Linked DNA regions of Mus musculus: all the other regions are linked to region 4. Evidence: chromatin contacts called from public HiChIP or PLAC-seq data. All regions are on one chromosome and are shown on one strand. The core of a region is the stretch at or near the end of the contact, and the rest is flanking DNA. Distances in the headings are between cores, read along the strand shown. Region 1 overlaps Msrb3 (methionine sulfoxide reductase B3). Region 2 overlaps Msrb3 (methionine sulfoxide reductase B3). Region 3 overlaps Msrb3 (methionine sulfoxide reductase B3). Region 4 has its middle 45 kb from the start of Llph.

Region 1 (4,365 bases), core at 1,375-3,874, 580 kb after region 4:
ATATTTGGGAGAGATGAAAGGTGTACCACCCCATGAGAAGAGAGAGGAAAACAAACCACAGGAGAGACTGGATGGAAGGAGCAGCGGACCCCTGACCCCTGAGGTGCACAGTTTCAGCAAACAACGTACAAAGAAAAAGAGGACAGGGAAAATCCAAGTCTCTCAAAACCGTGCATGCCCTGTGGCCCCTGCATCTCCGTGGGCACCCAGGTACACATTTTGAACACGAAGGCAGTCGTACAAAGCCAATAAAGTACTCCATCTCCAGTGGCAGCGGAGCACGGGTGCTTTTCCCCAAAGTAGATGAGACATCAAGAGAGAGTGAATGACGAAAACCAGCAAAAGTATGAGTGAAAAATTAAATCCTATTTCTCAGAAGTTTAGACAATGAAAGCTGACAGGAACGCTAGGGGGAAAGTCACAGGGTCACCAAGAGTGTCACCGGGAAGGTCACCACGAAGGTGAATGTGACTCTTGCAAGCACTCGAGTTAGTGTAAGAATCTCGATTTCAGGGTTTGCGAATCAAACGCTCACAAGGGTTAAATTCTCCATTCACAGTTGGCTCTGTTTCTTATTTAAAACAGTAAGTTTTCCTTCAGCAGAGTCCTTCAGTGAAATCACATGATGGGGAAAGAGGTGGGACATCTCAAACGAAAAGCCAAGGGATGTGGGCAGCTTTGGCCGGTTGGGGTATTAACCAGTTTAGCATGGCTCAGCAGCTGTCTTAAGTGTTATGTCAACTATTATGACATAAGCTAAGGGTGTTGAAATATGAGGATGTGTGTTTTCTGACAGGGAACGGGTGACAATTTGAAGGGTCGGTTTTTTAACATGAGAGAAAAAAAAAGAGTAAGAATTCAGAACAGATTGTCAACCAACAGGACCGTGCAAAAGGGTTTATGTCATTGGGGAAAAGTTGGAACTCTTAAGAATTTTTAAGGAAACTACCATTTTCCTGTTATTTCAGAAATATCTGTAAATGCTAGTGTCTTAAAGGAGAAGCACAGGGCAAACTAAAGTATGTTTTCCATTCTTCTTTTGTTATTTATTCTCTGAAACTTCCTAATCCTGTCTCAGATAAAAGATGCTCACCCCTAAGTAAGGTTTCTGCTTTCATTTCCACCAGGGCAGCAATTCTGTAGGACATACAGGGAGCCTGAGATTTTACGCACCCAGCACCCAGATAAAATGTTTTTGGTTAAAAACTGTCCTTGCTTGATAAGATTATCCTATCCAGACCAAGAATTATCTGTCTTGGTCAAAAAGTCTATGTGGTATCAGCATTATTGTGAACGTTTAGGATTTTTCAAAAAGAGGATTTTAGGCCAATGTCAAAATAATAATGTTAACCTCAGGTAGAAGATATTGCTGTCTCATGTTTATTTGGGGTATAGCGCTTCATTGTAGAAGTATAAAGAGGCTTCTCGCTGGATGCATTTTAATCTGAGGGATGTGCGTGAGTGACTTGCAAAATGACCTATGCGTGGACGTCGGGGCATTAGACAAATCAGTAAATACATACGCTCTCTGTCACCAAGATTTTCTTTGTACCTCTGCTAAGGACAATGGTTACTGAAGTGGACACCAAAGTTAGTGCTGGGTGTTTTAAATGTCTAAACAGTACAAAGTTAGCCAGTCTGTCACGCTAGAAATTAGCCAAGAAAGTCTGTCATCATTGTCGGTTTCAGAAAGTGGACAAATATATGAAAGGATAGAATCAAATTCAGCAAAGGAAAGATGGGCAGGTAACTGAGCAGCCCGGAGCATGTGGTCACGTGACCCGGCCACGCCCACCGGCTTTCAGGACACTTACTTGAACAACGGAGTTCCACAGACAACACATTTATATATTCCAGGATCTTTGTGATGTGTGTACTCTCCTTCAAAGGCACTGATAAACGATAAACAGAGCGTCAAAAACTGTTAACAGAGCTAGTGTTACTTCTTATAGAACACACTGGTTTAAATACATTTCTCTGGTAAAACTTTCAAGGGTCTGGGGCCCTAAAATGAGAACAGACCAGACATATGGAAGCTTGAACAATAGTAATATACTTCGAATATATACATATATATAATAAAATGTGCATATAACTACTCCAAACTAGTACAGGTTAAGTCAAAATATCAAGCCATCTAGTAAGTAATACTTAGAATATTTTTCAAATTAAAAAAAAAAAAAAAGCCCACTGTTTGAGTCACATGAAGAACACTGTTACCTAAGATTTCCGCGGCCCCACACCATACAAGAGGGGGACCAGAAAATGTAGCAGGTCCCAAGTCTTCGAGTGGAAGGAGTCTTATTTTTTGGTTTGAAAAGGAATATTGCAGCTTTAAGGAACTGTTTTTCTAAGTTAGCGATCTTACAGGCGCGGAGGTCACTCGGTTAATGCAGATCAGCTGTGTCGCCCAACAAAAAGGCCGTGTGCTCTGCAGCTTGGTTTTATTATCGTTTCGTCCCTCTTTACGAGGTCCAATTTTTTTTATAAACAGAATTTTTTTTTTTTTAAAGAATGACCTAATCTCTGGTTGTTTGTGTGCATTAAATCATTTTGCTAGGGCATGCACACAACATTGGCGGGCAGAAGTCCTGGACCCTGTGATCCAGCCCTGCCGCCGCCGCTGGTACAAGGAAGGCACACCTTGTGAGAGAGCTTCATTGTTCAGTAAACTCAGTGAACAGTGGGGGCTGTGACAGGGAGAGCGTGCTGTCCATTAACAAGGATCCCTGTGTGGGAAGGAAGCTCTTTCAGATCTTGAATGGAAACACAAAGTCACATCACGAATAAACCTGCATCAGGGGGACCATTTACAGCCTCGTGCCGAGCCCCGTGGTATGAATTAGACAACAAAATCATTAGGCCTTGGCAAGTTACTTTTTCGCTGGAATCAGCTGAGAGAGATTTTATTTTATTCACTAAAAAACAGTCTTGGAAGTGAACGACTGCCCCCCCCCCCCAGGATGTAGGGCGAACTTCCAAGGACCAAAGCCATGCAAGGGCAGTTATTGAAAATTTTTGACATTCCAACCACAAATGAGCCAATAAATACTTTCTCCACATGTGCTTCAAAAAGAAATCCGAGTGGGGTGGAAAGGAACTAAATTATGCTACCTTCTTTTTGCAGCCAAAACGTCTATGCTTTACAATGCCACCTTCAAAATGCCAGCCTCCTGGCATAGCGCCACATCCCTCACAGTTTTCCTTGCTGTGATGTCGTCCAAAAAAAAAAAGGGGGGGGGGCACCCAAATCGCTATTGCTTCCACACATTTCACTGTAAACTAAAAACAGGCCCTTAGCAAAAGTCCCGTGGCTTTATATAGATATAGTTCGCTGAGTGGAGAGAAGCAGAAAAGAAACTCAGCTTTAACTCAAACAGTGCCATCTCCAGCCTTTTCAAAGACAGTCATTTGCAGGCCTTACCCAGCATGCATAGTTTCTTTAAAATAATCAACAGGGAAGAAGACTCCAAGGAGTGGGAGAAAGTGGTGCTTGCCTGCTTGCTTGCCTCCCTGCCTGCCCACCTGCTTGCCTGCTTGCCCGCTTGCCCACCTACTTGCTTGCCTGCCTGCCTGCTTGCCTCCCTGCCTGCCTGCCTGTTTGCCTGCTTGCCCGCCTGCCCACCTGCCTGCCTGCCTGCTTGCCTGCTTGCCCGCCTGCTTGCCTGCTTGCCCACCTGCCTGCTTGCCTGCTTGCCTGCTTGCCCGCCTGCTTGCCTGCCTGCCTGCCTGCCAGCTTGCCTGCCTGCCTGCCTGCCAGCTTGCCTGCCTGCCTGCCTGCCTGCCTGCTTGCTTGCTTGCTTTTATTACAGCACACATTACCTTTCAGTTCCTTTCTCCTGAGTGACATGGTACTGTAGGGGTGTCAGCCGCTTCCTCAGTTCCTGCTGGGAAAAGACCACCTTACAGTTCTTTTTATCCCTACATGACCCTGGAAAGAGAGGATATGGGAGAAAGAGCCATTTAGCCTGAATCCTAAATACTTGCTTTGGCTGGCCGCCACAGCACAGCCTCTACAGTCACTTGTCAATGACCAGAGAATCCCTAGCGGACCACAAAACCTTACCTGAGCTGCAGCCGGTCTCCAAGCTCCAACAGAATGCACTTTAAAAAGCCCCATGATTCCCCTGGCGCAGCAACAACGTGTCACAGCCAAGGCTTGTAGCAGGTGATATTAGAAACTCACTGGGAATTTGTTTACAAGATTGTAGCACATCCTTTATGCCACCTGATACCTTGAAACCCCTTTTAAAACGGTGGATTCAGTAGCATGCATGTATTTGCAGGTATGAAGTGATAGTGGACATACAAAGATCCACTGAATAATTTTGCAACTTGGTAGACTAGCTTGAGGCTGTCACCATG
Region 2 (4,404 bases), core at 1,111-3,610, 520 kb after region 4:
AGTGGCTTATAGGTGATTTGCTCCATCCTCCCACCAGAGCTGTTTATACACTGAGAAGGGTCTAAGAAGGGGGTGGTATGAAGAGAGAGGTGATGTAAGATGCTCATCAGAATGGAAACACCCAGAGTCTCGCTTTTCTCTCTGCAGGTGCTAAGCTCAGTGCTAAAGGCTCTCTGGTTTCTAATAAACAGTCCTGATAGCTGCGTCGGCATTCCCCGCACTTCCATGTTAAAGGTACATCCTTGCCTTACTGCCAACATACCGTGTCAATTTATTAAAGGACTAAAAGTGAACCTGAAGTGGTTTGATCTATTGCCTGGGAGGAATAAAATATGAAGCAGGCCTACAAAAACAACTCTTGCGTTATTGTATCCCAGTCTGTGCAGGTTTTGGCGACCTCAGGTTGCTTTTCCCTTTTACCACCTATAGAGGCCAACAGGTATCGGCAGCTAAGAGGCACTGGAGGACTCCATGTGCTCATCCCGTGACACAGAGAAACACTTGTTTCTGCTGCCAAAGCGTGTAAGGTGCAGGCTGACAGGAAGCTAGCATCCTGTGACTGGCATACTGTTACTGATCTCACGCGCAGGTCTGGCACTTCGGTCACTCAGCATCCGAGGGAAGTTTGCGGAGGAAAAGCCCGAGGTGGGGCATGAGAGCCTGCACAGCAGTAGTTATTGAGAGAACACAGCTCTCTGGGCAAAATAAACGAGGTTGCTTCAATTCACTAATTGTTTCTTGAGTGTACGTGTGAGCGTGCCTCCCTGTTGAAAAAGTACGGTAAGGACAGACTTAAAGCTTGTTGGAATCTATATGGTCTTCTTAACTCCCCTACACTTTTCAGTAACTACATGACAGTGATTCAGTGTGGTGACCTAAGTTGATTTTCAACCTGTCCTTCTATTCGCTAATTAGGGACTGGCCCTCTGATTAAACAGAAAGGAACACTTCACTTCAACATGTATCTCTGGTACAGGCAAAAGTAACAGAGAAAAGAAGATGAAGTTAGGAGAAGACAACAGTTATCTGCAAGCAAACATGGGTTAGGGTAGCGTTGTGCCACGAAATGTTCGTGAACCCCAAAAGGCAGCCAAGGAGCTGATTCCAATGCGATCGCATTAGGGTCTCTTTATCCAAGTTCAAGCTTGGGCCACACCACTGTCTCTGATGCAGCAGAGCAGGAGGGGGCAGCCCTAAGCTTAGTTTCAGGCAAGCATTTATCGAGACAAGAAGTGGGTATCTAGCCTGGCACACATCTGATGGGGGGGGGGGGTTGGTATTATGGCCTTTATCATAATTGGCTGGTGCTAAGAGTCAAACCATAAATGTAACTTTTGTGTTTTTCCTGATTGGTGGTTGTTAAGAATTGAAGTGCCAGGGGCAGGCTTGTAACCTGGCTTGTAACCTGGGGGTGCATTTTGTTGGGAACTAGCCTGGAAATTGGTTTGGGGGGGGGGGAACTTGGAATACAGACCTTGTTGGGGGGGAGGGGTAGCCTGGTGGTAGGTATTGGCATGTTACTTAACTTGAGTTCAACCTCAGGTCAGGTTCTCTAAGAGTCTGAACCCAAAAGACCTGGCGCCTCCATAAAGCAGTGCCTGGAAAACAATGGAGGTGACCTCAGGGTGCCCATCACAATATGCTTTAAAGGCTCCTCCCAGCACACCGGGTCACAGAGCTTGGCACGGGTGTTCACTTCTATCTCTGCCACCACATCGGTGCCTGCCATTCACTGCCTGCTGTTTCTCAGGGAAGACTAGCTTCCTCTCAGGTCTACTGGTCTGGGCTCGAGAGTGCACAAGCCCAAAGGGAGCGCACATGGAGCCCATTCACTCCAGCTTCTGGCCGGGCCAGAGGCTCAGATGATGGATGGAAGTTGTCAATGATACATTGTTTCCTTAGCCGCCTGCGAGCTCTGCCTCCCTGGCCCCAGCCAATTGGCAACGCGCTGGGATCACTCAGCACACCTGGCAGTAACTGAAAGAAACTGGTTGCCTGATGAAGAAATCTCTGAAGCCTGCTGTTAGTGATTTCATCCAGGGATAGACTCTCCGGTGTGCGCTCTCAGATCCTTTAAGCACTTATGCAGCTCTTTATATTTTACAGGGAAACGCTGCACCTGAGTATTCTAGTCGCCATTCCAAAGGTGCAGGTAAAAACAGTTCGAAGGGGAACATTGACTCTCACAGGAATCCTTTCCCACTCTGCAAGGTTCAGGGAGGGAACCTGCAGAGAACCCAGAGACAGGGCATCCTAGGGAAGAGACAGAGAATGAGATTTAACTCTGACTGCAGTTCCCAGCCTCCATCGCCTGGACCCGGACCGCCCACCCGAGAAACACAAGCAGTGCACCCTCCACACAGATGCATAGCTCTGCACTGAGGTATTTCCCACTGTCCCTCCAGGCCTTTCTCATAGGATGCTTTGGCTTTTTTACTGTCAGCTTCTCTTAAGTGTTTGATCTGCAAAATGAAGCGCTTTCAAAGCTAGGCCTTTACACTTGGGCACATGGGCTCGCGAAGGGAACGGAAGAGAGTTCTCAGAAGAAGAGCGATTTACTTTGCCATCAGTACTGTTTCCTCCCGCGCTGCTTGAGGACACCTGTGCGCAAGCAGGAGCCCTGCTTCTTTGTGCTTGCGAGATTAATCTTGTGTCAAGGAAATGGTTGTGAACTCACCAGGTGTGTGTTACGATTCGACAGAAAGACCGAGTGATGTGCGGGCATCTTCGATCATCAGCGATACAGGAGTTGTCATCTACAGAAGATGACTAAGGCTTGGAGGGCCGCTAAAGAGTTGCTTAGTTTTGGGAACACTCTTTGTGTTTGTGGATATTCTACCTTTCTGTTGATCGAGATACATTAATAATGGTCTAAAACAAATGTCAAGGACATTATGATGGCTTTAGCAGTAACACATTCGGCACAACCTGTGTGAACTTGGATTTAATGGGTGACTTCAAGAGTATTAAAGAAAGTTAGGTGATCTCTTAGTCTCCCGCTTACAATTCTTACCTGGGGAAGGCAGCAGAATCCCTAGTATTTCCAGGAGAGACTGACTCTCCTGGACTACTGACCATTCCAAGATTTTACCTCTTTGACTGACTTTTAAGCTCCTGACATAATGCTGCTTACTAGCTGAGGAACTGAGGAGCCTAGGCCAGATAAGGACTCTTGGAGCCTCTGAACCCAGACGAGAAGCTCAACGTTTCCCTCGGCTCAAAGACAAAGCCTTTGGAAGGCAGAGTCCGTCTGGTAGTGCCAGAAATGAAGCTTGTGAGAAGCAGGTCCCTGCCCCTCTTTAGAACAATGGAGACAACACGCCTTCTCCATAGGGCCAAGCACTGGTTGCCTTCTGTGAGAACTATCCTGTTTTGGCATAATCTCTTTGATCTCCTCAGGGCACCTTTGAAAAAAATCTTTCCTGAGTTCTTGCTGATGTTATCTTGCCTGGAGGGGTCGGGGGATGATTACTCCAACCCTGAATTACAGGACTAGACACAAGCAGATCAGAAGTTAGGGACTTGGGGAAGGCTAATACCTCTTGTCTCAGCTTTTCAGTGCCTTTAGAATTTGTTTAGGGAACTCAGCATTAAGGACAGGTTATGAGCAAAAGGAAAGTAGATGCATAATCGATTTGAAAGCAGATTTTAAAAAGAGGGTGGCACCTCGGAGGCTGGTGAGATGGCTCATTGGGTAAAGTCATTCACCACCAAGCCATGGGAGGACATGGCTTCAATCCCTGGAATTCACACAGTGGAAGGAGAGAGTTCTGCAATCAGATTCCCTAGAGGGCAGAGCCCAGGTCTGGTATTATGGCCACTAATTAGCGGAGCCCCAGAAAATGCTGCCATACAGACGGTGCCCAGTACACTGAAATTAGAGTCTCTGGGGATCAAACCCAGTGGCAGAGTGTTCCACCTTCATGATCAGACCCATTTCTCAGAGGAGAACAAACTGAAAACATGAGTTAAATCAATGAAGAATTATGCTTTTCAAGGGAGAGGGAGGTCTTTGTATGTGGAAGATGGTATACTTGCTAACCCTACTTTTTAATTGAAAACAGAAATTCTCAGGGCATATTATCTACATGTATGAAATCGTCAAAGAATAAATTCAGTAATGAAAAAAAAACCCCACAAATTCATTGGACGGTCAGGCTCAAACAAGTACCTCTTGGAAATGAAAGTGCTAATGACTTCTCTAAGAATCTTGCACCTGTTGAAGATGAGAAACTGGGAAAAGGACAGCAGCAGAGTCCTGAGGGTGGCCCCGATGGTGACCACTCGGCTCCTGCAGTGACCCAACTGTACCTCCCTTTACTCAATCTGTGCAAAAACATCTTCCAACAACAGTCTTGGGTAGTACCAGAGTAAATGTCAGTAACACAGAACTCTGAGTCCATC
Region 3 (4,315 bases), core at 973-3,472, 600 kb after region 4:
TTTATTTATTTTATGTATGTGAGTTCACTGTAGGTGTCTTCAGACACACCAGAAGAAGGCATCAGATCCCATCACAAATGGTTGTGAGCCACCGTGTGGTTACTGGGAACTGCACTCAGGACCTCTGGAAGAGCAGCCAGTGCTCTTAACCACTGAGCCATCTCTCCAGCCTGTGGTTCTAATTTTGGACCCAGTTTGAAACATGCTATATCCGTTCTGTTTATTTGGTTCTTGTTAATAGAAACTCTTGGCTACAGTATACGTGACACAATTACCTTAAAGTTTCCCATTTTCACTTTTTCCCTAAAGGATCGGCCACATGTACAGCGAGAAGCTTGGCATTCCCTTAACAAGCTGAAAGTTCTACCTCCTGTGCACTGACTTGTAGATGTGTACCCATGCACTGGAGAACAAGACGACACGGGGAAACACTGGTGACAAGTGAGTGCTGGGCGAGGGACCTCCAATATTGAAAGGACCATGGAAATGGGTGTCACTCAGAGGACGGTGAGGGTTTGTAACCAATCTCCATCTTTAAATTAGGGTCCAAATAAAAGAGATCAAGTTTAGTAAAGCATGCTGGTGTACCATTTCCTGCAGCAGAAATACCCACTCTGCCCGGTGCCCTACCACAGAACAACAATTGGCAACCTGAGGGGAGCCCGCAGGCTCTCGGGGCCACGGGCTGGCTCTTCGTCACCAAGTGCAGCAGGTTGAAGGCAGACATAGCTGTGGTATCTCCAGCAGAGGCAAAGGCAGCGGCAGAAGCTGAGTAGGAAAGAGGAAACAAAAACAACGAATTAAAACCTCAGGAACGGTAGGCACACTCATGGAACAACTGATGGCTTGGGTTGACCTAGGGCTAAGCGCACGCACAGTGCTAATAAACCATAGTGCGGCGGTTTCGGATGGACAGCTGACTCTCCCTGCCACTGTGAATTCCTGCACTCGCTGAGGAGGCTGGCTTTATCCCCAGTACATATGTGAGTGCAATCGAGGCTCGAAGATCCAAGGACACAGAGCAAACGTGGTGTGGGAAACGCTCATTTAACAGCAGAGCCAAAATGTGTCCTTACGTAGAGACTTGCCCTTTAAGACAAGGGAAAAAAAAAAAAAACAAAAAAACAAAAGATGAAGGACGACTATGAGACTTTGCTCCACAATCCGTTAACTTTGAAGAAGGCATAGGGAAGGTGCCCTTTCGTTTAATTCTATGATTTTTAACCTCTAAATAAAATTCTGGGAGTAGAACTCATGACCCAACATTGAAAGGGGTAGAAAATATTTTACTGAAGTCTTGAGAAATGAATCACGTAGAAGAATCCCCAACCTATACGATATTAAGACAAAAGTCCAGCTTGTGGGGTTTTCATAAGCATGCCACACAGGGCTGTGATTGGTGCGTAAACATCTCACGCAGGGCCATGATTGGTGCGTAAAGATCTCACGCAGGGCCGTGATTGGTGTGGACTAAGTTCAAATGAGATTGAAGAATACTGGGTGATTATCAATCTCTCGTGTTTTATTTAAAAACGCCGTGTTAAGTAACTTCAACTGCCTAATGTCCAAAGATGGAATGAAACTAATGTCTTGATCATTTCCTCGCCGCCACCCCCTCCATTCCCTACCCTGAAATAAAAGTCTTTTCCTGGACTCTCCTGACCCCCTTGAAGAGCAAACATGTGATAAACAGTAATCTATTTGACCAAGTCGCTCTGGAGTATATCTGACCGAAATCTGCTTGTATTAACATGCCTGAACTCTGACTTTCCCAAACTAAACTCACTACAGAAGCAAAACATTTTTGTGTTACTAACTGGAGGGGTTGGGGTGGGGGTGGGGGCTAAGAATCACAATGCGCAGCCTGAGAACCGTTAGACATAAATAAAGATGTCATTTTCACGAGTGACTGCGGAGCAGGCAAAGACTGCATGCCTTTGTAGCAGACTACTGGCTAATAAAAGATCAAAGGTCTATACCTCACAACGCCGTAAATAAAAATGTAAGTTTTTTTTTCCCCCTCCATGAGACCCTTCCCCATGAGGGATAAAGTATGTGCGGTAAATGTAATTACTTAGCAAAGCTGCGGCCTCTCAGTGCTCCCGCAGCTGACCATAAAATGCCTTCCTATTCCGTTTCATCAACCGCTGTACCAGGCGGCCTGGGCGCCTACGGATCACTGTGGCCATCTGGCTTGTGTCAAAGCCAGCACACAGGAAGCAAGGCAGTGACGTCACTCCGCAGGTCAGGCAAAGAACAAAGATGCCGGCTACAATTAAAAGCCTAGGACTGCAAATACCAGGGGCTCAAAGTGGCTGTGATTTAATAGTCCTTACTCGATCTTTTTTTTTTTTTTTCCCCTACCCAAATAGCCAGAGCGCCATCTAGTGGCAAATTGGTCTTGCCCAGTTTGGGGGCGTTTAAACTGCTTTGTTTCCTTTTTGGTGCTTAAAGTCGACCCTGGAAGTGCTATACTAACACCAAGCAGTGCAGCAATGGATAGAGTTACTGACACAGACACCTTGGCTTTTCGGATGTGGAAGAACGAAGGAACACAACCTGTCATGGTGTGAGCCACTCACAAATCTCCCGTGTTATAGGCTGGGCACTGATACAGCCTTAATTACGTGAATGCTCACAAGTATGTTAGAGAAGGTGGGCAAGTTTACAGAATGCTTGTGAAGTGCCCAGCACCCTGGGAATATGTGTCTGAGCCATGGACTGAAAGGCAGTTCTGCCCACCTGTGTCTGCATGCCCTGCTTAGCTCCGTCCAACAGAAGCACCCACGAGATGCGCCTTTAATGTGTCCGGTCCGGGAACAGGAGCATGGTAAACAATATTTTGGGACTGAGGTTTTGAGGGAAGAGAGGGAGGAGTGTGTATTTTTACACTTGCAATAGAAAACGGACCCTGACGACAGATGTAAAATACACAACCCATTCCCAGAAAGATGCCTGTCACCGTGGATGTGTGCTAGCTTTGTTGCCGGACTGCCTGGCTGGAACTCTGTCTGTCTCTGTAACTGCTTGTATGACCTTGGACAAGTTACTTACCTTTGCTTCTCCGACTCTAAAATAGCAGTTCAAAAGAGCAATTAGCTAAAGGGACCTCTCCTAGTATGTGGTATATGTTTTTTTAAAAAAAAGTTAGCTGTCAGATATTTGCTTAGTATTACATGAGCCGGAAAACATTTACGAAAACTAAATCTCCCATCAGTACATTCTGATCCTGGTTTCACCTCTGCTCAACTCTTCCCAGGTCCTCCCAGACCCCTCCTCCCCATCCATCTAACTCCATGCCTTCTTCCTGTGTTTCTCACCACATCCTATCCTGTCCCATGGCCCTGCTGGATGCACTGCTCACGGTTTCCCCAGAACAAGCCTCCGTTGCGAGTCCATGCTCTCTGATACTGTTTCCCACCATCTGCTGGTCACAGCATAGCTTTCCCAGCGCTGACCCTACAGAACGCCTGACGAGCCCCCGGCTCTCCTATGGCAGTTTTCAGGATACTGGTGTGGTTTGCACTCTTGCCTCTTCTAAATTAACGCTGCAGGGCAGGGAGGGGACCTTTTTGTATCTCACTACCCAGCACATGACAACCAAGCACTCAGTCACTTCCTGAGTAGAAGACTCAATGTAAATGATTAACCTATAAAACTGGTTGTTCTGGGCATCTCATTTCCAGTGTTGTCTCCCCCAGCTGCTTTGCTAATGGTGCTAAAAGGAATTGAAATCTGTGACAGTGTATGATTGCCAGCCAGGGCTGTAACAGGTGGGATGCTGAAAAGCACCCTCACTAAAAATTCAAAGATAATTCAAACACCTTATGATTTTCAAAGATTTCTACTTTCCTATCTAATACCCCGACTGCCTCAGAATTCTAACGTCCAGATCATGACTGAACTCAGTTTGCGAGTGGTTTTGGTTTGGGTCTTCTCCGACTCCCCCGTTTTCCTCTCTGCCCTGCAGTTGAACAATGTACTAGCAAGAGAGAGCATTACCAGGGAATCCAGAGAATTCACCAAGCTGATAATTAGTTCCAGATAGAGCTGACTGTACCCGTGGACTTGAAGTGTCAGCCCTGAAGGTCGGATCCCTCGCCAACAAATGCAAAGAACTGTGTACGTGAGGGGTTTTCACAAGCTGGTGAAATGCTCTCCCCCCAACGCCAAAAGCCGATTGCAAATTAGAATGTTGTCGAGGGCAATTTTTAAAAACATAACACTCAGATCTCACCACGGTCTTCTTTCTCTCCTGAAAAAAAAGGTGTGCTGACAGCAAGAACCAAGAAAGCAATCTTACAGGGTTTCTCTG
Region 4 (4,485 bases), core at 1,709-4,208:
CTTGTACAAAGTGCCCCTGCTTAAGAGCTCTCCTAAAGTCACTGTCTGTGATGAACGAAATATTTGGCTTGTGTTATGTGCAATGCCAGGCCTTTTCCACCATTCTGGGTCTTGACTTGGGGTTGGAATATGGAGTGGAGGCTGCAGAGCTAGAAATCTGCTCGGGTGTGCGCATGGTTATGAAGAAGAATTTCAAAATCCTACTGAGCTGGACAGCCAAGGGGCTATGGAGACCGCTCTCATGTTGGGTAGGGTATTGGCTTGCTGACAAAGCCATTTGTCTTCTCGCCCGTCTCTACGACACCCTCTCTCTGTCCTCCAGGGTATTGCAGGTGATGCCATATATTCATAAGAATTTATTTAGCCTCCGGCTAAAATGTCTTGAAGCTCTTTTCCAAGTCCTTACATGTAGTTATTAAATGGTAGGCCACACACGGCGGCGTCTTCCGTTGCTCTCACGATCGGCTGTTGTTCCTTCTAAGAGGCTGTATCAATAAAGCTTGACTCAACAAATGGGAAATCTAATCATGAATATCTGATTCCTCTTTCACCCTGGCCTTTCAAAACCCCGTGTCATTGTAAATGGGATGTTCCCTATAGGGAAAGATGTTTAGCCTCTTTAAATTGCTACCTCCCTGCCCCAATACACACACACACACACACACACACACACACACAACTGTTTTCTTACACACAGAACTGTTTTCTTTTTATTGGGAAGACCGAAAGACTGAATTCTCCTGTTGTTTCCTGATCTATTTTTTACTTCAAGCTGAGGCATTCTGACTGCTAACTCACCCTCTACCTAATGCTTCATCGCACATAAACTGTGTCATTCACAAGGGTACCAGAACACTACATAAGACTACCCTCAAGCTATGCATATAAAGTATATATGGAAGAAAAGAATTTTATATTTAGACTTGGGGACCATCCCCAACATATCTCAGGTGCATACGCAAATATTTGAAAAAAAAAAAAAAAAAAAAAAACAACTGAAACACTCTGGTCCCAAATACGTGGATGAAAAATTTAACTATATTTTGGGCTGGAGGGATGGCTCAACAGTTAAGAGAACTTGCTGTGGTAGCAGATGAGGTTTCAATGCCTGTCAATCACATGACAATTTAGGTATCTGTAATGGCAACTACAGAGGATGTAGTGATCTAGTGCCCTCTTCTGGTCTTCATGGGTACTGCATGCACATGGTATGCCTTGATAACATTCAGGCAAAACATTTGTACGCATAAAATAAAAATAAATAAACCATCAAAAGAAACCGATTTACATTTTATAGAGTGTATTTAGAGTTCTTCTTCCTGGAGCTCAATAGATAGACCAGGCTAGCTTCTAACTCATAGATCTGTCTGCTGCTGCCCCCAGCTAATAAGTAGTAGCGATTGAAAATGACCTGTTTGAAGAGTTGAATCAGCTTTGCTTAACGCTATCAAATAAAATACATTGAGAGAGAGAATGGTTTCTGTCCTGGTCAATACGAGAGACTCGCTGATGGCATGTGACTTTCAGAAGCCATGAGATCTGTCCATTGGCAGCCAGTGGAGCTGGTGTGGTTAGTGCCACCGGTAAGTGAGCCACTGAGTGGGCTCCTGATGGGATGAATTTCATTAGGTGTCAGGCTTTGAGCTGAGTGGCTAAGATGCATGGAGGTGGTGTGTGAGAAAGGAAGGACCCTGCAGGCCAGAGCAGGGAGGGAGGCTCTGCTCTGTGTCTCTGGTTTCTTACTCCTCCTTCGTTCTGGTTCTGCCCCGTATATCTAAATATCAGCCCCGTGTACTAAATATCAGCTTCCTTCCTTTTTCTTCTACTTCCCTGCCTTCTCTCTCTCTCTCTCTCTCTCTCTCTCTCTCTCTCTCCCTCTCTCTCTCTCTCCTGCCCTTGGTTTCTTCTTTCTCTCTTTCCCTTTTGCTCATCTCCACTCTTCGCCCTTTCCTCCCTCCTACTTCCCCCTTTTGTTCTTTATAATTATTTTAACTTCTCGCCTGCCTGCCTACCTGCCTTCCTTCCTTCTTCTTTTTCTTTCTTTGCTCCTTTCCCCTCCCTCTTCTTTCTTTTCTCCCCCCCCCCCCCGCCCCTCTCTCTCCCCTTTTAGCTAAACCTCCCAAGATCCTTTATTCCTTCGTAATATGACGTCATTCGCAGACCCTTCTCCTTTTCTCTGGCCTCTGAGCTTTGTTACAGTTAGAGCGGTGCTTTCTCAACTCACCTCCCCTGCTGGCCCTGCCCCAGATAGGGTATTTCCAGGTCAGAGGTGAGTAGGACTCTACTCTGCCCTCCCAGGATCTCTATACTCGTTTTCGTTAAAGCGACACTCGCAGAGGTGGCTCCCTAGGGCAAAGGAGGTAGCTTTGATTGTGAACACACTCAAAAAAACGGGTTTCCCGAGGCTTTCATGAACACTAGCTAATTCCAATTTGCCGCAGCTTGGTGGGGATGGAACACTCATTTCTTCCAGCTTGGACTTACAGGCTGCCTCTCTGTGGAATGCTAACCACCACCGAGCCGGCCAGGCTGCTTGATGGAGGGTCCAGACTATCGGATTCAGTGGAAACTACAGGGGGAGTTTGAGGGGAGCAGAATGTAATTACTTGAGCTGGACTCGGGCCAGCATTCTGGAGTTAACACAACTGGCCTTAGAGAGTCCGCTGTAAGATCTCCGGTGGCCACAAATGGTTAGGTCTGTGGTTTTAGGTTTCTTCAGAAAGGTAAACAGCACAGTTGAGCACAGTGCCCCCTAACACCACGCGGGCATCTTATTCACAGGGACCCAGGGAGAAAGAGGCCACCTACGGAATCAGAAACACCGTTTCCTGAAGTACCTTCTTGTCCCTGGGAGGTCTCTCATCCCTAGTCAGAACCTGACAAGCTCGCAGGCTGAGTGCTACGGCTGCCAGACTAAATTATGCGCTTATCATTTCTCCCCGTGTTGTCTGGGATTCCAGCAACCAAACAGTGGGGAACTCCTGATTCACATTTCTGCTCAAAACACACTCGTCGTCGTTTCTCCTCTCTGTAAAGCTCCCGGATCCCACAGTCCAAGTTAAACACAACTGGAATTTCCCTATAAGTCAAAAAAAAGTATTAATTCCGAGACCACATATTTTTCTTCTTGTAGGGTACATACGCATTTAAACACAGCACATGGGGCAGATCATCTGAAAACGGGGAAAAGCTCGGAGGGAAAAACAAAACAAACAAAAACAAACAAACAAACTAAGAGAGCAGAGATTTGGTTGGGTGTCTGACCCTGCAATGGGAATTTTCCTCTGTGGTTTGCTGGGAGAATACTAAAGGCCAGGCTGGAAGTTTCTATACCACATAGATCTTCAATGAGGGTGACTTAGGGCGGGAAGGAAGTAAGATGAGTCTTGGGCACTATTAGGGTGGCATGCGGCTGAACTAATGAATCCTGGGCTCTGGCACATCTGAGCTCTCTGGACTGTAACAGTCATCTTTTATGAATTAAAACGGCAATCTAAAGTTTTATAAATGTTAGCTCTTCTAATTGACGGTGGCCTGTCTAACGCAGAGGAAGTCGAGAATATCTCTCCCCTTGTTTCCCTTTTCACTTCTGCAAGTTCAATCTTCAGGAACTCCGACAAGGTCTTCATTTTTATGACGACCCACGCTGACTCCCAAATATATGATTTTTTTTTTCGCCCAGTAATGTTTGTGCCCATCTGGTTTGAATTTAGCATTCTTATGAGTCACTTCACTGTGATAGGAACACTCTGCTATAGAAAACTTCTGTTAATATTTTAACATTTTAAATCAAACATGCACACAGCATTACCCAAGTCTCCTTGCAATTACAGAAAACCCATGCCCTCTGTCCTTCATGGTTGCTGCCTTCACATTTATTTTCCTTAAATTGAACATAGTACACAGTAAATAAGTGTGCATCCCAGACAGATGTGGTGTGTGGTAAATAAGTGTGCATCCCAGACAGATGTGGTGTGTGGTAAATAAGTGTGCATCCCAGACAGATGTGGTGTGTGGTAAATAAGAGTGCATCCCAGACACATGTGGTGCGGAGTAAATAAGTGTGCATCCCAGACACATGTGGCGAGTGGTAAATAAGTGTGCATCCCAGACAGATGTGGTGTGTGGTAAATAAGTGTGCATCCCAGACAGATGTGGTGTGTGGTAAATAAGTGTGCATCCCAGACGCATGCTCAGCAGCATGGACCAGTGTATCCCTTTACTGCCTGAGAGCCTTTTGCAGCACCGTTTGCCTCGAGAGTAGGAGGGATGGCTGACTCTATAGGAAGTCATTTCCGTCTCATGGCTGACACTTAACCCATTTAAAAGAGCCCCATTTATTTTGCCCTCAACATAGACTTTATAACTTATGTTTTACTACCCAAATTTCCTGAAGCTTGTTTGAACCCATTTTCCTTTTACTGCTGGACAAAGTTTCTCAGAGTAGTCTTTAAGGCGAGAGGGAGGAGGGGGAAAATGTTAGGA

What was found. HiChIP or PLAC-seq counts read pairs in DNA pulled down with a chosen protein or histone mark.
Region 1: a contact with region 4 is called in an H3K4me3 HiChIP or PLAC-seq map of embryonic limb bud, with 7 times the contacts expected there. The contact joins two enhancer-like sites. A contact is called at or near these places in 1 of 15 datasets of contacts at CTCF or cohesin (stem cell-derived epiblast-like cells), 15 of 484 Hi-C or Micro-C datasets (the C10 cell line, CD8 T cells, the HPC-7 cell line and 11 more) and 9 of 115 datasets of contacts at active chromatin or transcription factors (bone marrow-derived macrophages, craniofacial prominence, embryonic basal ganglia and 6 more).
Region 2: a contact with region 4 is called in an H3K4me3 HiChIP or PLAC-seq map of embryonic limb bud, with 4 times the contacts expected there. The contact joins two enhancer-like sites. A contact is called at or near these places in 1 of 484 Hi-C or Micro-C datasets (bone marrow-derived macrophages), 4 of 115 datasets of contacts at active chromatin or transcription factors (embryonic basal ganglia, embryonic limb bud and embryonic stem cells) and 1 of 9 other capture datasets (embryonic stem cells).
Region 3: an H3K4me3 HiChIP or PLAC-seq map of craniofacial prominence shows a contact between it and region 4, with 7 times the contacts expected there. The contact joins two enhancer-like sites. A contact is called at or near these places in 3 of 15 datasets of contacts at CTCF or cohesin (the NIH/3T3 cell line, large pre-B cells and stem cell-derived epiblast-like cells), 18 of 484 Hi-C or Micro-C datasets (the C10 cell line, CD8 T cells, the HL-1 cell line and 14 more), 17 of 115 datasets of contacts at active chromatin or transcription factors (the NIH/3T3 cell line, bone marrow-derived macrophages, cardiomyocytes and 13 more) and 1 of 9 other capture datasets (embryonic stem cells).

What each region holds. Positions count from the first base shown.
Region 1 is chr10:120,848,162-120,852,526 of GRCm38.p6, forward strand. Msrb3 (methionine sulfoxide reductase B3) reads right to left here. Exons shown (of 7, transcript NM_177092.4): 3 at 3,823-3,931; 4 at 1,815-1,892. Among named protein-coding and RNA genes, the nearest start is that of Gm15910, 7.3 kb to the right of the region's middle. Within about 2 kb of position 2,625, at least 39 of the 459 cell types and tissues checked have an H3K27ac peak or open chromatin away from gene starts, as enhancers often do. A contact at or near this core is called in embryonic fibroblasts, embryonic forebrain and embryonic limb bud, where this site is marked.
Region 2 is chr10:120,785,566-120,789,969 of GRCm38.p6, forward strand. All of the region lies in intron 6 of Msrb3 (methionine sulfoxide reductase B3), which reads right to left. Among named protein-coding and RNA genes, the nearest start is that of 4921513I03Rik, 22 kb to the left of the region's middle. Within about 2 kb of position 2,361, at least 13 of the 459 cell types and tissues checked have an H3K27ac peak or open chromatin away from gene starts, as enhancers often do. A contact at or near this core is called in embryonic limb bud, where this site is marked.
Region 3 is chr10:120,870,384-120,874,698 of GRCm38.p6, forward strand. It overlaps Msrb3 (methionine sulfoxide reductase B3), which reads right to left. Exons shown (of 7, transcript NM_177092.4): 2 at 652-768. The coding sequence starts at 727. Among named protein-coding and RNA genes, the nearest start is that of Gm15910, 15 kb to the left of the region's middle. Within about 2 kb of position 2,223, at least 93 of the 459 cell types and tissues checked have an H3K27ac peak or open chromatin away from gene starts, as enhancers often do. A contact at or near this core is called in craniofacial prominence, embryonic limb bud and tail fibroblasts, where this site is marked.
Region 4 is chr10:120,269,838-120,274,322 of GRCm38.p6, forward strand. No RefSeq gene overlaps it. Among named protein-coding and RNA genes, the nearest start is that of Llph, 45 kb to the left of the region's middle. Within about 2 kb of position 2,959, at least 69 of the 459 cell types and tissues checked have an H3K27ac peak or open chromatin away from gene starts, as enhancers often do. A contact at or near this core is called in craniofacial prominence, embryonic fibroblasts, embryonic forebrain and 2 more, where this site is marked.